Linked DNA regions of Anser cygnoides: region 1 is linked to region 2. Evidence: chromatin contacts called from public Hi-C data. All regions are on one chromosome and are shown on one strand. The core of a region is the stretch at or near the end of the contact, and the rest is flanking DNA. Distances in the headings are between cores, read along the strand shown. Region 1 holds the start of JARID2 (jumonji and AT-rich interaction domain containing 2). Region 2 overlaps LOC106041719 (a long non-coding RNA gene).

Region 1 (2,700 bases), core at 192-2,691, 230 kb before region 2:
AAAAAAAATGAAGCAGAAGCGGAGAACCCGGGCTGCGGCTCCTTCTCCCAAATATTTTTCTCCGAGCCATTTTCCCGTGTGGCACGGCCCGGCACGGCCACCGGCCGCAAGTTGCAGCAGGCTCCGGGCTGGAGCACCCATGGGTGGCCGGGAGAAGCCGGCGGCACGGCGCTGGCAGCCGCCGTCTCGTTGCATCCCCCCCGCGGCAGCCCCCCGAGCTCCCCGCCTTTCATCGAAAACTAGATGATGATTGTGTCATTTGAGGTCAATACATTTGTTCAGCGGGGGAACCGCGAGGCACAGGCTGGTTTTATAACCCGGCTGGATGGAAGGCTTCCCCGGGAAAAGGGGGCCTCTGAAACTCCCCCACCACACCGCAGGAAAAAAAAAAAAAAGAAAACAACAACAACAACAACACACAAAACCCCAAACAAATCCAGCATTACATTTCTTTTAAAAACCGTATAGCCGCAGAATTAGCTATAAACTTGACATTCACTGCCATTTCCTAAAATTGGGAGTCAAATGATATACGTTATGACCACTTACGTATTTCTTTTGAATTATATTCCTCTTGGGTCTTTCTTTGCTCATTCTGGTATCCAAATTCTGATTGCAAAAGGGGACAATTGCTTCATGAATTAAAGCCGCGACAATTAAAAAAAAAAAATACCGAAAAATCCTGGGGGGGAGGGGGTTGTTTGTAGTGGTATCTTGTAATCCGACTTTTCTTTCCTCACAATGTGATTCTCCTAGCAATAAATCCGAGGTATGGGGGACGAAAAAAAAAAAAAAAGACGAATGCGAAGGAAACAAAAAAAAAAATTCACTTTAGTGAAACATTATAATGGAAAATTTCCCCCTAAACACAAAAAACGACGCCCTCGATATCCCCTTTTTTCCTTCTCGAGCCACCTAAGCGATCTGCAGGTCCTTAGTGTCAGAGCCGTAGTTACATCTTGGAAAAGGAAAGGGACTGAAGGGAGAAGATAAATAACAAAAATGTTGGAAGTCACGTTGGCGCTGCTGCAGCAGGGAAAAGCAGCAGAGACAACTCCAGCAGCAGCAGCAGCAGCAGCAGCAGCACCAGCAGCAGCTCCAGCAGCAGCAGCAGCAGCAGCAGCAGTGAGGGCTGCACGCACTGTGTGTGTCTCTGCTCCTCCAGCTCCCCCCTAACCAATGAGAACAGCTCTCCGCCAGCAACTTTAAATGGACCTGGGCTGCCTCTTTTTTTTTTTTTTTTTTATAATATATATGTCTGCGTGTGTGTGTGCGCGCGTGTATATAGATATATATACAACACACAGGCACACGCACACACAGCCGGGCACCGCTTAGGGCATGCCCGCAACTCCCAACCCGCACGCCAGCCGCAGCACCCGGCCCAAGGTCGCCGCTGCGAGCCCTGGGGGGGAATTTGGCGACGGTCCCTCAGCGCGCAGCACGCTCGGCCTCGCCGCCCTGCCCTGCCCCCTCCCCTTCCCTCCCCTCCCCGCCCCGCTGCCGCCGCCGCCTCCTCTCCTTTCCGCTCCGGCCCTGCGCCCGTCCCCCGGGCTCGGCCGTGCGCCGGGGCCCGCCGGTCGCTGGCAGCACCTGGCCTGGCCGCGGGGCTCCGCGCAGGGCCCGGCAATTGTCCTCGCTCCGCGGGAAAGTTGTAGTTCCCTCGCCACAAAATGGCGGCGCCGGCGAACTACATCTCCCGGCGTGCCTCGCGCTCATCCCCCCCCCCCTCCTCCGTGCACCGCCGACCATTGGCTGCTCGGCGAGGAGCGCCCCCCCCCCCCCCCCCCCCGCGGCGGTCGGTGGTAGGGGCGGGGGCGGCGCTGAGGGAGGGGGCATGGCGCTGAGGAGGAGGAGGAGGAGGAGGAGGAGGAGGAGGAGGGGGAAGTTTATGGCCGCAAGGGCGGCGGGAGGCTGCCGGCAGGGCGCCGGGATTGATGTGTCTGGGTCGGGGGAGGGAGCGGCCGCACGAAAGTCGGTCGGCCCCGGTGTCAGCTCGGGACAGGCCGCCTGGTGCGCCCCGGAGGTAGCCTGAGGTCACCACCAGCACTCCTCCTCCCCCTCCTCCTCCTCCTCCTCCTCCTCCTCCTCCTCCTCCTCCCGTCCCACCGGCCCGCAGTGCGTTACCTCCTGCCCCACACGCAGGGGTGGCTGCTGATGCGATTCAGGACCGGAATTTCAATAAAGAGCTATGAGCTGCAAATACTTGTGGTCTTTATGTGCGCGTGTGTGTTTTTGTGCGTTTTTTTTCCACCAGCGCAAAGAGGAGCATGCGGAGTCACAGAAAGGACAGCAGTTCTGGACAGGGCTTTGCATGGAGAGCCGGGGGCAAGGTTAATTGGTGGCTTCCCCGGTGAAGTATCAGGAAGACTCCTGTAGTCAGTGGCCATTTGTGCTTTTCAGTGTAACTCACTGCAAACTGTGAGGGAACGTACCTCTACCATAACGCATACAGTTATGTATTGCTTCAAACACGCTGCCATGTTCTCTAAATGCAGTTTATGTTCATTCAGCTCTGTAGAGTAATACCTCCGCCCCACAGATGAGAAAACTTCTGTGTAAGGCCGTTGAATGACTGTCCTTAAAGTCAGGAGAGCTGAAGGCCCAGGAGTCGCCAGAACTTCAAGTCACTGGTGGCTCCTAGTCCACTGCTGTAACCCATGAGGCCCTCCATCCAGCTTTTCTCACACACGTATGCAA
Region 2 (2,700 bases), core at 17-2,516:
GCCCTCCCAGCCGTGTGAAACCACACGCATGTCACCCGCGGGGTGGGGGCAAGGGCAGCTGTCACACCTGAAAGTTGGGGATGGCTGGGCGGGGGTAGTGTGATTAGTGGCCTGTCCCCTTCTGTCCCCCTGCTCCATGTCCCTGCAGCGGCCCTCGAAGCCATTGCTCCAGTGCCAAGAGCTGGAGGGCGCAAAAACAGTGCAGCTAGTGGAAGTTGTGTGGAGATGGGTGAAAGAGGAAAGAGGGCCCTAAACGTGCCCTGGCTGAAAGAGGGCCCTAGAGGTGCCCTGTCTGCAGGCCAAGATCCAAAAGTTCAACCTGTCAGGGAACACCTCACTTCCTGGGACTCCTTTGGCTCGTTTTTCTTCTGGATTGCCAAGTCGGACTGGCTCAGATGAGCCTTGGGTCTGGCACAAGGGAAGGAGGAGGAGAGGGGGAGCAGTCCCCACTTTTGGGCAGATGGGTACAAGGCTTACATGCCCCCACACCTGCTCTCCTTTCCCCAGATGGCTGCAGAGACCTCAGGCTGCTGAGAAGCCCAGCAGACATCACAGGTGCAGAGGCTGCTTTACAGGTGGCTAGCTCAGCTTCAGGTGCCACCCAATCGTGACACACACCAGGCAGGTTTCATACGCTCCCCCTCTCCTGGAAGTGTTTGTGTTGTTATCCAGGACTGCTGTTTTCTCCATCTGCTCTGTTTGCCTTGGTATCCTGCTTGGACCTCATTCATGGTGGCAGCTGTGCCCTCCCACCCAGCCCCCGGTGCACTGCTGCTGGTGATGTGTGCCTTGGTTAGGGGCTATAGGGTGGCTTGCCCCAAGATGGAGCAAGGAGGTTATGCTTGTCCACTTCAGTGCCCATGCCATCTGAGCCAATGGCCTAGATGGAGCTGTGGGTGAGCTTCAGAAAGGAGGGCTAGTTTCTACTGCTGGCCGAATGAATTTGGTGACTCATCTCAGTTCCTAAAAGCAGAGAAGTATGTTTCCATACGACAAGGACAGACTTTAACTTAGTGTTCAAGGTCTCTGGCTGTGGTTTCCCATTTATAGCTGGCTGCTGCTGAGCAGGGTTGGTCCCCCTCCCTCTCTGCTGTCCCCAGCCTTGCAAAGTCCTGCCCCTACCCTTGCACTAACTCCGGCATGTGTCTGAACTCCACGGTGAGCTGACCCAGGAAAGATGACCAGGAAAAAAAATTTTCCCTTCCTCTTTATTTTCAGTAGGCTTTTGATGTAGAGCAAGGTGAAGGGGAAGGAGATCCATGCTGGGAAGCAGGCAGCTTTTAGGTGCCTAAGCTGTAAGACGCGCTGTGCCCTTGCCATCCGCTCCCCACATGCTGCAGGTGACATGGGCAAAGGGAGCAGGAGTCACAGCTCCCAGTTCACCCAGGGCTTGGGCAAAAGACCAGAGAGAAGCAGGCCTGAAGATTTATTCCTGAGCCCTTTTGTTTTTATGATGCTTTACTTTCCCAGCCAGACAGGATGAGAAACAAATACCACCAAAATACTACGAGAGAGGCTATTCTTGAAGTGTTTATAGCCCAGCCTCAGTGGAAAATGTTTGGCCATCTCCCAAGAAAGTCGATTCTCACTGTGTTTCCAAGCCCGTTTCTGAACTTTTGGCCACTTACCCAAACAGAATCTGGACTTTTTGAAGTTTGCTTATCTCTGTTTACAAGGGCCTCCTGCTCGAGTGAGTCAAGGGAGGGCAGCTGAGGGCAGGGTTGTGATGAGGAGCCAGAGCAGTGAAATACTGATGGGCTTTGCTGGTGCTGTAGAGAAGAGCAGTGGTACCCCCAAATCCTCCCAATACTCAGATGTACCCACTAGCAGACTGCCTGGGATTAATGGTCAACCTGGCTACGTCCAGCAGATCACTTGATGGCAAAAGACTTTAAAAAGCCTCTAGGTTTCTCAAGTATTTTTAATTTAGAAAATTGAAAGTTAAACTAAAACATGGGGGGATGTTTAAATCAGAAGGGGAAGAGTGGGTGTAGCTGAAGCTTCAGACAAACGCTGTATTGCAAACTTGAGGGGGTTAAGGTCAGAGCTGTCAGTTTTTACACACCTCTGCAAAATAGTGGTTGCCTTGTTCCGCTCAGCCTGGCTAAGAAAAGCAGCCGCTGCCCCCACCTTTCTCCATCCTCTGTTTTCTAGACAGCCAACTGTTACTTATTAATCTGGAAGAGATTCTGCCTCATTAGTGCTGGAGAATAGCAAGTATTTGCTAAATTCTCTGAGTTTTCTTTTTATTCCAGGGTGTTTACTGTGATGGTATCTTAGGATCTCTGTTTGCTTTCAGACACAGAGTGTGAGAGCTGTATCAATGTAGAATGAATCTAAACCAAACCAAAATATGGGTGAGAAATGAGCTGTATGTTTTAGTGAATGTCCATGAATTTGCAGTCCACAAAAGCACTTTAAAACCTGAAAATGATAGCAACCTCTCCTGAAAGCTTGTTTTGCATGTTTAAGGAGAAATACAAAACAATTGGAATAAGATTAAATGAAATATATGCTACTATTGATAAAAATCTGATTTATTAGAAAGTTATATAATTACATGGTACTATCCAATATCCTCGGTTGCTGCTCTCAATTACTGACATTATTAGTCTAGCATTATTCTGTTCAAAATGTAATAAAACAGTTCCATTAGTTATGGAGCAACCTAATCACTGAGGAAAAAAGTTTGAGAATGCA

The links. Hi-C and Micro-C count contacts between places; a contact is called where the count stands out from the background.
Region 1: a Hi-C map of liver shows a contact between it and region 2, with 2.5 times the contacts expected there. The contact joins the promoter of JARID2 here to the enhancer-like site in region 2. A contact is called at or near these places in 3 of 7 Hi-C or Micro-C datasets (granulosa cells and liver).

What each region holds. Positions count from the first base shown.
Region 1 is chr2:53,907,689-53,910,388 of Taihu_goose_T2T_genome, reverse strand. JARID2 (jumonji and AT-rich interaction domain containing 2) reads right to left here and starts at 1,441. Exons shown (of 18, transcript XM_048057982.2): 1 at 550-1,441. The coding sequence starts at 594.
Region 2 is chr2:53,675,112-53,677,811 of Taihu_goose_T2T_genome, reverse strand. The region is part of intron 3 of LOC106041719 (a long non-coding RNA gene); the gene reads left to right. Among named protein-coding and RNA genes, the nearest start is that of CD83, 140 kb to the right of the region's middle. Within about 2 kb of position 1,266, at least 1 of the 3 cell types and tissues checked has open chromatin away from gene starts, as enhancers often do. A contact at or near this core is called in liver, where this site is marked.